Linked DNA regions of Mus musculus: region 2 is linked to region 1. Evidence: chromatin contacts called from public Hi-C data. All regions are on one chromosome and are shown on one strand. Each heading gives the region's core, a stretch centred on a gene start, on an enhancer-like site or on the middle of the called end of the contact. The rest is flanking DNA. Distances are from core to core; before and after follow the strand shown.

Evidence for each region. Hi-C and Micro-C count contacts between places; a contact is called where the count stands out from the background.
Region 2: a Hi-C map of the C2C12 cell line shows a contact between it and region 1, with 1.7 times the contacts expected there. The contact joins two enhancer-like sites. A contact is called at or near these places in 15 of 484 Hi-C or Micro-C datasets (the C2C12 cell line, embryonic stem cells, muscle stem cells and 3 more) and 5 of 115 datasets of contacts at active chromatin or transcription factors (all in embryonic stem cells).

The regions. Positions count from the first base shown.
Region 1 is chr9:87,967,139-87,971,844 of GRCm38.p6, forward strand. No RefSeq gene overlaps it. Among named protein-coding and RNA genes, the nearest start is that of Gm23176, 52 kb to the right of the region's middle. Within about 2 kb of position 1,578, at least 36 of the 459 cell types and tissues checked have an H3K27ac peak or open chromatin away from gene starts, as enhancers often do. A contact at or near this core is called in the C2C12 cell line, where this site is marked.
Region 2 is chr9:88,064,003-88,068,735 of GRCm38.p6, forward strand. No RefSeq gene overlaps it. Among named protein-coding and RNA genes, the nearest start is that of Gm23176, 45 kb to the left of the region's middle. Within about 2 kb of position 1,714, at least 24 of the 459 cell types and tissues checked have an H3K27ac peak or open chromatin away from gene starts, as enhancers often do. A contact at or near this core is called in the C2C12 cell line, where this site is marked.

The DNA.
Region 1 (4,706 bases), core at 328-2,827:
ACAAATACCTGAAATCCTACCATCCCTGAATTCAAGAAGAGCATCCTTATGAGTACGGAACATCTACAGACCTAATGAAAATGCATATGTAGTATTATCTCACGCTTAATATTAGAGATGTAACTGTATTGTTGAGAAGCACATAAGATAGAAGTCATTTCTTTTAGATACTGGAAGCCCCTTTTAGTTTCACTGTACTTCACAGTCAAAGAAACTCCAGCACTAGGAACATGGCTTGGTAGTAGAATGTTTCCCCAGTATATAAAAGTGAAAGGCTCCAAGTTCAATTCCCAGAATTTGGAGGAGGAGGAAGAAGAAGCAGAAACAGAAGCAGAAGTGGAAAAGGGAGAAGAGGAGGAGAAGAGGAGGGGGAGGAAGAAGAAGAGGAGGAGAAGAAAGGATGAAAGAAAAAAGAAACTTCACAGTGACCCCCTTGGTTACTGTTATAGGGAGTGAAAATGAATGTTTTAACTTCGATTTGATACAAAAATTCTGTTTTGCAAACCAAAGAATCAATAAATTGTTTTTTAGTGTAGTTAAACATCTTATAACATCGAAACCAAAGCATCCTGGCCTCTTATTCTCACGCATGAAGCAGGAGAAGGTAGAAATAGCATTTAAATCACCAGAGGTGGATCCCTAGGAAGGGTAGCCCAAGACGAAATTGAATGGACAGTTAGAGAAAGAAGCCATGCAAGCCAGCAAGCATGACGAGGGCAAAAGAGAGCCATAGTGAAAAAGTGTTGATAGAAGAAAAGTACAGAAGAGATGCCTGGACCCACCTGGTGATGTCGTGAATTCTGTGAGCTCTGCCTCATGGACAGTGACAGGCACATATTCTGTAGACTCCAAGACATCCTTAGACCTTCCTCAGAGCATCCTTGACAGCTCTATGGTAAACAATACACAAACACTTTGAAGCCTACTATACAATGGAGAGAAAATCAATGTTCAGGACAAAAATGACCACTAAAGACTATTTTACTTCAACAAAGATTGGTTGATAAGCCTGCTGTTAGAATTTTTGTAATAAACAAAATGTGGGTTGCTTTATTCCATCCTTATTTTCTTCAGAGATACATAGTTGGAGACTGGAGCCGTCCCTCAAAGGAGAATTTTGCATGTGAGTATCACTTTAAATGTTTTAGTGCTTCTAACTCAATCATTACATGTGGTCATAGAAATAATTTGTGCTCAAGTGCTCTCCAAGGACTGTGCTCAAGTGCTGGGATTCTTTGCATTTGGCCCACAGCCTCTGGGACTGTTCCATGCTAAGGGCCTCCCAAGGGTTCCATCTGGAGCACTTAAGTCTCAGGGTAATTTGCATTTATTTTGTGTTGGGATGGTCTCCACTTCCATCTTGCTATATCTGAGATGGAAGTGGGTGATGCCATGTTCACTTGGACGTTTGAAACTTAAGCATTCTGCCTGCCTGTTGTCCCAGGGAGTGCTACCTTCTGAAGGAGCAGATGCAAATAAAAGCAGACAAAAGCTATGGAGAACTGCTCAGCCGCCCTCACAGCTAAAGAATTCTCAGTGAAACCCAACACTAACGACATCTGAAAGAGATAAGTCATAGCATTAGTCATAAGGGCTGATGATGATGCAGTTTTACCAAATTGAAGAATATGTTACTGACACAGTAAGAGAACAATAAAAATCTTCACTTCTTCACCCAACAGTTCTGAGTTGCAGAAACCAGCTGCTTCCAGAAATGTCATTTATGCCAGTGAATTGAGAAACATTCTGAATAGCATCCGTGTAAGATGTCTAGTAGTGGCCAGACCATGGGGACATCATGGTCTGTGCTGACCACAGCAATTCCACCCACTCTCCAGACTCATACTCCAGGCCAGAGACTGGCTTGAAAATGCTCACAGGAATCAATTCTGGCCTCTAACATGTGTAGAAATGTTTCCTTGGGAGCTTTGGAAACATAGACACCTCTCTCCAAGGTGACATAGACAGAAGCCAATTAGCCCCTATCTCTGAGCACAGAGTTAGACATGGTCCCTGAAGATGCTGCAGCCTTCTATGATACACCTGAGAAGGAAATCAGCACCAGGGAGTGCAAATAAGGGAAATGGGAAACCCTGGGCCCTTGATGACAACCTTGAGCTACTACATCAATCCATAGTCAGCCTCAACTTCTACAGACATGAAATGTTAAACATCCTTATGATCAACTTGTGTTTAGTTTTTCTGTAACTTGCTTCCAAAAAAATCTAATTGACTCAAAATTGTTTTGACCTTGCCTATACACTCAGACAGTGAAGACTAATGTAAACTTACAGTATTTGTCAAAAGTCCTAGGTAACAAAGAAACCCTCTAAGTGTATCTAGCAAATGACAACTATATGAAAATTACAAAGAAACATTCATATGACACTAGCACAATATATCATTAAAAGTTAAGAGTGAAGCATAAATTAATATACTTTTAAGATTAATATTTAAGTATCATCTTCCCTGTTCTCTTCATCATTTTTCAAAATGTTGAAGTCTTAGAGATTAAGTAGTTAAGAGATTATTCTATACTCCATACTGTTTTATTCTTCCTAGTTGAAAGTATAATTATTCTAATATTTTAGTTTGATGCAAGTCCAGATGAATTAGCTTCTGTACAAGGGAAAAACTGTCCCAGAATCCTAATGTATGAAACAGAGACATACTTCTTGCTCAAGCCATGTGCACATAGGAGTTAGGTGAAGTGAAATTCTTATAAACTACCTGGAGATGCCAACAACTGAAGCATCCCTAATTCCAAGCACGGACTATCACCATGCATGTCACAGAGAAAAAAATAAAGTATGTGAGTGGCATTTTGGGCTTTATGGAATCTACCATGTCATGTCCCCTTTTATCTCATTAGCCTAAACTATTCACATAGCCATATCATGGTTCCAAGAAAGAGGGAAGATATAATACTCCTATGTGCCTGGAAGCCAGAAATATCTGGCAAAACGCCCTAATGACCACCTCAGAGTTACAGCAAATGGCTGTCAGATGCACTGCACAACTACATGCACAGAAGGTACAGTTTTTCCTTAATACCCAAGAGCTAAGGGAGAGATAAAACCTGTATGTTGTAAAATAAGTATAGAGAGATTTAAAAAAAACAGCCCTCCTGTGTTCTAGATACACACTCAATAACAACTGATTCAGCAGTATTCTTATGACTTCAGAAAACATGTGGTCCAAGTCTCATCATATTATAAATAGAACACAAACTGCTCTATCACTCTTAAACTGCTCCTGTGGAAGACTACCAGAAAGAAAATAGATTAATTATCACATGATATTGCCCTTGGCACAAAGTCTGGAGAGCAGCAGATGATGAGTTCCTTGACGGAATGCACCCCACTGCCTTGCTATACTCTCTCCAGTCTTCCTACATACACTTCAGGAGGTTTTAACAACTGAGCACACCCACCTCCCGACTGAGCCTAATTTCCCAGTTGTGAAACTCAAGAGTCCCCAAGTCATTCCTCACTTGTGTCTTTCCTTCTTCTCATGCCTCTCTGCCTGTTGGATAAAACTTCTTTTTAACCCTATTCTTCTAAGCTGTGCCCTGACTCACCAGATCAGAGCATAAGGTCCCCCTTCCCCCTTAACAACAGTGACTCTTCCACCACTCAAGTCTGCTGTCCCCAGTGACTCACAACCATCTCTGGGAATCACAGACCTGCTAGAAATCAGAGCTCTCAGGCTGAATTCTGGGTGATCTCCTCCAAGTTCTAGAAGGACACTGTGGGGTTGCTACTCCACCTCCAAGAGCAGCATGGATGGGAGGGGGCTGGACTGAAGTTGGGAACCCTGACCAGAAAAGAAATTTGTTGGGAAAAAGTTGATTATTACTCTTCTCCTATTAATCTTATTTTTACCATAGGTTTTCCCATTGTCTTTTTTAAAATCTTACCCTTCCCAGAGCGTATTAATTAATAATCTTTAGGATGTGTAGCACAACATTTAAACCAATGAATTTTTAATTTTGGATTTTTTTTAGGTGGTTATAATAGTTGAATGAGAATGGTCCCCATAGGCACATAGATTTAAATGCTTGGTCTCTAGGGAGTAGCACCATTTGAAAGGATTAGAAGGTGTGACCTCGTTAGAAGAAATGTATCACTGGAGGTGAGCTTTGAAGTTTTCAAAAATGCAAGATAGGTCCAGCCTCTCTCTCTCTCTCTCTCTCTCTCTCTCTCTCTCTCTCTCTCTCTCTCTCTCTCCATTCTGCCTCTCCAACATCATATCTACCTATATGCTGCCCTGCTTCTTATGATGATAATGGCCTGAAACTGTAAGATCCCAGTTAAATGGTTTTTTTTTCTTTTATAAAGGTTCTTGTGATCATGTTCTCTCTTCACAGCAATAGAACATTGGTCTGATATAACTCAGGCTAGCCTTGAATTTTCTAGGTACCTAATGAAACTCTTGGAATTCTCAGTCCTCCTGTCTCTACCTTCTCAATACTGGGGTTATAGGTATGTAACCCCATGCCCAGTTGATGTCATATATGCATAAAAACATTCAAAGATACGGTTGGTTTCAAGCCCGGTTTTATTCAGGATCCAAATGATGTGATGTCCCCTTAGCTTCCCTGCCCTCCCTCTTTGGCATGGTGTCTGATCAGTTTTCCGCCATGAATGCCAAGGGTCATGGCCAGTGTTTAGCAGTCCCAGTGAAAGTCCTGATTTCTATACCGT
Region 2 (4,733 bases), core at 464-2,963, 97 kb after region 1:
ATCTTTAAAAGGCCCACCAAAGAATCACCAGAAAGTGTGTGTCTTAGCTGCCTTAAGCCATGGAAGAAATGCCCTTGAAATAAATGGGAAAATACATGGAAGACATGAGCATCCAAGTGCCTCCTTATGCTATCAGCTATGGTTGTCTGCACCTCAAGTACACTGCCTGAAAGACCCACCGGGGTTGGGAGGGGTGGTTAACAGAGCAGAGCTAGCCAATGAGAAACAAGGTTTACTTTAAAAAAAAATCTAAGAGGTTAAGAAAGTAGAGAGCTGAAAGTGGGGTAGAGGGCAAGAGAAAGACATCCTTAAAACAGAACTTCCAGAAATGGGATAAAGATGAGAGAACTGAGTGATAGCCTGGAAATTTGCTAATAATAAGAAGCCTGTTTCCCTGGAGGGAGCCCATCCCAGCAGGGTGCTCTGGACCACTATTGAAATACTGTTTCCTAGAGGGCCAGTTCATCCCTCAGCTCATTTCAATGACAATGCGCATTGCTGGCTGAGTGCTAGAAGACATGAAGGGCATCTTTTATTTTCCTAAGAGGAAATTGAACCTGTGCTTTGTGAGGCCTTAGCATATGCCTGTGCATGAAAATATGAGCCCATGTCTTTTGAAGAGAAACAGAAATATGCTGCCCTTGTGACAGAGAAGCGTCCAAGAACAAAGACATATACTCCTGCATGCAATCTCTACCCTAAGGATTCTTTGTTGTGATACATTTTATGACCAACTTTAAAGACATTGACCTGTTGCTCTCGTTCTGGTTTTTATTGGCTGCATCCTACTTACATAAGAAAAAGTCCCTTGGGGGGAAAAATCAGGATTTTCCTTTAAAACAAATACTGTGCACAACACCCCAGATTCCTACCAGTCTCTGCTGTGTTTGCTTTCATTGCTCTGAGTGTGTAAAAATAAAAAGAACAAGAAAATGGCATCGCTAAAGGAAGCTAGGAGTGATGTGTGAGGGTCCCACCCACATGTTGCCCCATGAGTGGAATTAGAGAGCTGATCCACAAAGACACTTGAAGTCGCCTCACCAGATGCCCTCCACTTGACTGGAAGCTGGGTGACTCTATAAAGTTACTTTCCCAGTGAACGGAATTTCTAATTAACACTGAAAATGCATGGTAGCTAAGTTTGTGGTGAAGACAGGCCATCTCCTCATTCTTCTTAGCTGGAGCCAAATTAAACTGTGAAAGGGGGACAGGATAATTGCTCACGGTGGGGCATGGTGTTTTCTCCTGCACAAACATATAATTAGGCTGTCTTAACCTCTTGGTTCAGCAATAAACACCACTTCAGAGACTAATTTACAGGCAAGAATCACAGAAGGCTGTGGAATAAAACACTCAGGGCTCCAGGCCTCCGCTCAGCTCAAGGAGAGCAGCTTCACTATTTCAAGTCAGCAAAAAAACCCTTCCACACTTACCACAAACTAAAACGAGATTGAAATAAGGGCTGTGCATTCAAAACATTGAACACACCAGCTAATAAAAAATACATTTGTGACTGGTCATAAAAGCAGAGAATGTAATTGGCTATGCCCTAGAAATATCTTTCACTTACAGTATTTGGGAAGACAGAGGCCTCCTTAATATTGACTTTGCTAACACGTCTACATTTTTCTGTCCACCATAATTATGCATCAGTCAGTGACACCTCGCCCTGTAGCTGCCAACAGTCACTGACTAGGGTGCTGGGAGGTGAGTTGGCTTCCTGGCAAGGACTGCTGGTGTGGGGCAAAAGGGAGGGGCCCACAGTCTTCCTGGTCCTGAAGGCCGAGGTAAGGAGCTTCTGAAGGGACATTGAGCTGTTCCTCCACTGTCTACTTGTTCCCAAAGTCCTCTTTAGACGTGAAACACAACACAGACCTTGCAAGGGAGGTCATAGAGAGTAGATCCACCTCTCTGTGGGAATTGTGTTTTCTTCAGACCAAAGCAGAGCTAGAGATGGAAAAGCTGTGTTGTGACAACGGTTGGATTTCAGCAACAGTGACAGGAGAGTGTGGGCTGTGGGCATGTTGGACATGATTCATGTGCTGTGAGAACTGGAGAAGGAATGGTCGGCAGAGACACACGAGGGAAACTCAGAGACACATCAGCGGGGTAAAAAGCCAAACATTCGAGCATACCATCTTATCCATATCCAAATCTGAGTTACTTGTAGATTATTTTCTTCTAGGTCCCCTCTCACGGTATAAAGACATAAAATAACTGACTGAGTCACACTTCCTCCCTCTTTCCGCAAGTAGTCCTCTGTTCAGGGTAAGTTTGTGTTGCTAAGTCTTTGGGACCTAGAGGTGCCTATTGTTAAGTAGTCTATCTAATCTTTATGGGATGAGTGGGTGAAAGAAAGAACAAATGAATGACCACCTTCCAACTGTAGTACCAACCCATGACCTAACCTTATATTTTCAAGATGAATGTAATGGTACCAGTGACCTTCTCAGGAAGTAAAGGAACTTTTATTGCTAGCCTGATGACTTGAATTTAATAACAGAACCAGAACCTATAGGGGAAAGAAAGAGTCAGCCACTATGAGCTGTCCTCTGACCTTTCACATGTGGGTGCACACACAGGAACACACACACACAGGAGTACACACACACACACACACACACACACACACACACTAACAATAAATAGTTTTTAAAAGATTAATGCAACCAAAAAAAATTCCACTTGGAAGTGATTTTATAAAGAAAAAATGATGCCAGGCAGTGATGGTATATACCTTTAATGCCAGCACTCAGGAGGTGGAGGCAAGCAGAGCTCTGTGAGTTCAGGGCCAAACTTGTCTATAGAGCAAGTTCCAGAACAGTCAGGGAGAAACTGTGTCAGAAAGAAAGAAAGAAAGAAAGAAAGAAAGAAAGAAAGAAAGAAAGAAAGAAAGAAAGAAAGAAAGAAAGAAAAGAAAGAAAAAAGAAAGAAAGAGAGAAGAGAAAAGAAAATGTCCTTAAGCAAATATTGCCTAAACAAATGTTACTATATTTTAAAATAGTATTGATTAAGAAAAACAATAAGCTATATTTACTTTGAGAATAGTGATTTATCTCTCAAGCACCAATTTTTACAAAATAAACTGGGCAATCTTCAACTATAGACAGTAGCCTTTCATTTTCTTATAACATTAAACTGAGCTTGCTATGCCAATAAGGGTGTTTATTTTTGTATCTTCAATTTTAGAGAGGAACAGTGACTCAGCACTTGAATGGCAAGAGGAAAGGGAAAAAAAGTAAATGATGTCAAATATCGAATTACTTCGACTGCCCCCTGCTCGTGTTATTAGAAGAGGTTTTAAAAGCTGAGATCTTCTTTCAAAATCTCAGCGGTGACTTTATAAATACGTGGTCATGCACGTGACTACAAAACTCCAGTTGTGATCCTCAAGAGAAGTATAGCTGTGACTGAGATCTTATAATTTTTCAGATCCTGCCCGCAGTGCAGGAAATGCTGCTTAAACGCTGTGCTTGACTTCCTTACAGCGCTTCAGGGCCTGTTTAAGACTTAGGACTCTTCGTCTTTCAAACCAATTTTAAGTGACTGAACAGTAGTGACAGGATATGGTACTGAAACTGGAGGTTTTAATAAGAACATAATTCCATAATAATGAGATATCTGTGCTTTCAACATTATTACTGTTCCCTTTATTTATATTTTTAGTTAAATCTTACTTTAAATACTGGCAATACTGCAACCAATGAAGTTCATTCAAGGAGTAATTATTGCTATTGAAAAACAGTGAAATTGTGATGCTCATGTTCCATTTTCAAAAGGATGTATACATATATTATTAATTTAGATTTTGGGAGTTGTTTGGTTTTTTTTTTGGGGGGGTTGTTTGTTTGTTTTTTGTTTTTTGGGTTTTTTGTTTTTTGTTTTTTGGGGGTTTGTTTGTTTTTGGTTGGTTGGTTTTTGTTTTGAGAGGGGTTGGGCTTTTTCTGAGATACAGTTTGCAACTCACTCTGCAAACCAGAATGGCTTCAAATTTGTGGCCCTTCCCCTATACTGCCTCCCAATGATGGAATTACAATCAGTGGACACAATCATGACTGGCTAGATTTAGACTTCTTTTTAAGTCTGGCTGTTTTTAGACTTAAAAGAATGATAATGGACATGATTTTTAATAATTTTTGGCTGCTTGTAAGGAGATAAGGTCATTATATCCAATCTTGCTGGGCTTAAAGAAAAGCAGTTGTTAAATGAAATACAATAAGAATATTTAGAAACTTTAAGAACTAAGAATGGAAAGTAAGTTCCGTGAAAGGATGGATTAATCTGGGCTATCCAAGGTCAAACTGTAGCTAGAAGTAGTTGGACAGCCTAGGCCAGGGTTGTGTGTTTGAATGCTACATATACTGACCTTAGCATAGGGCTATGGTAAAGGAGAGGCCAGGAAGACATTTCAAAACTCCTGTCAAGAGTCATACTTGCCGCCTTGGGCGAAAACCAGCAACAGTTTGCAGGAGGAACAGAGCACCGCACATACTCTAATGGGGGGCAAGGGGGACACTTGTAACCATAACCACGGGCTTTCACAGATCTTTTCATTTCGGCTCCGGCTGGAGCTGAGGTGAGAGCTGCAGCCCGTAATGTCAAGGCAGGGAACGGTTGCCCTCAAATCAAACCCAAGGAGATTTTTCTATTGTGTAAGAAGAGGGGGAGAATTCATCAAGGTAAGAGGCAACTTGGTTTAATTATGGGTCTTTTAATGTCTTTTCATAATCAGT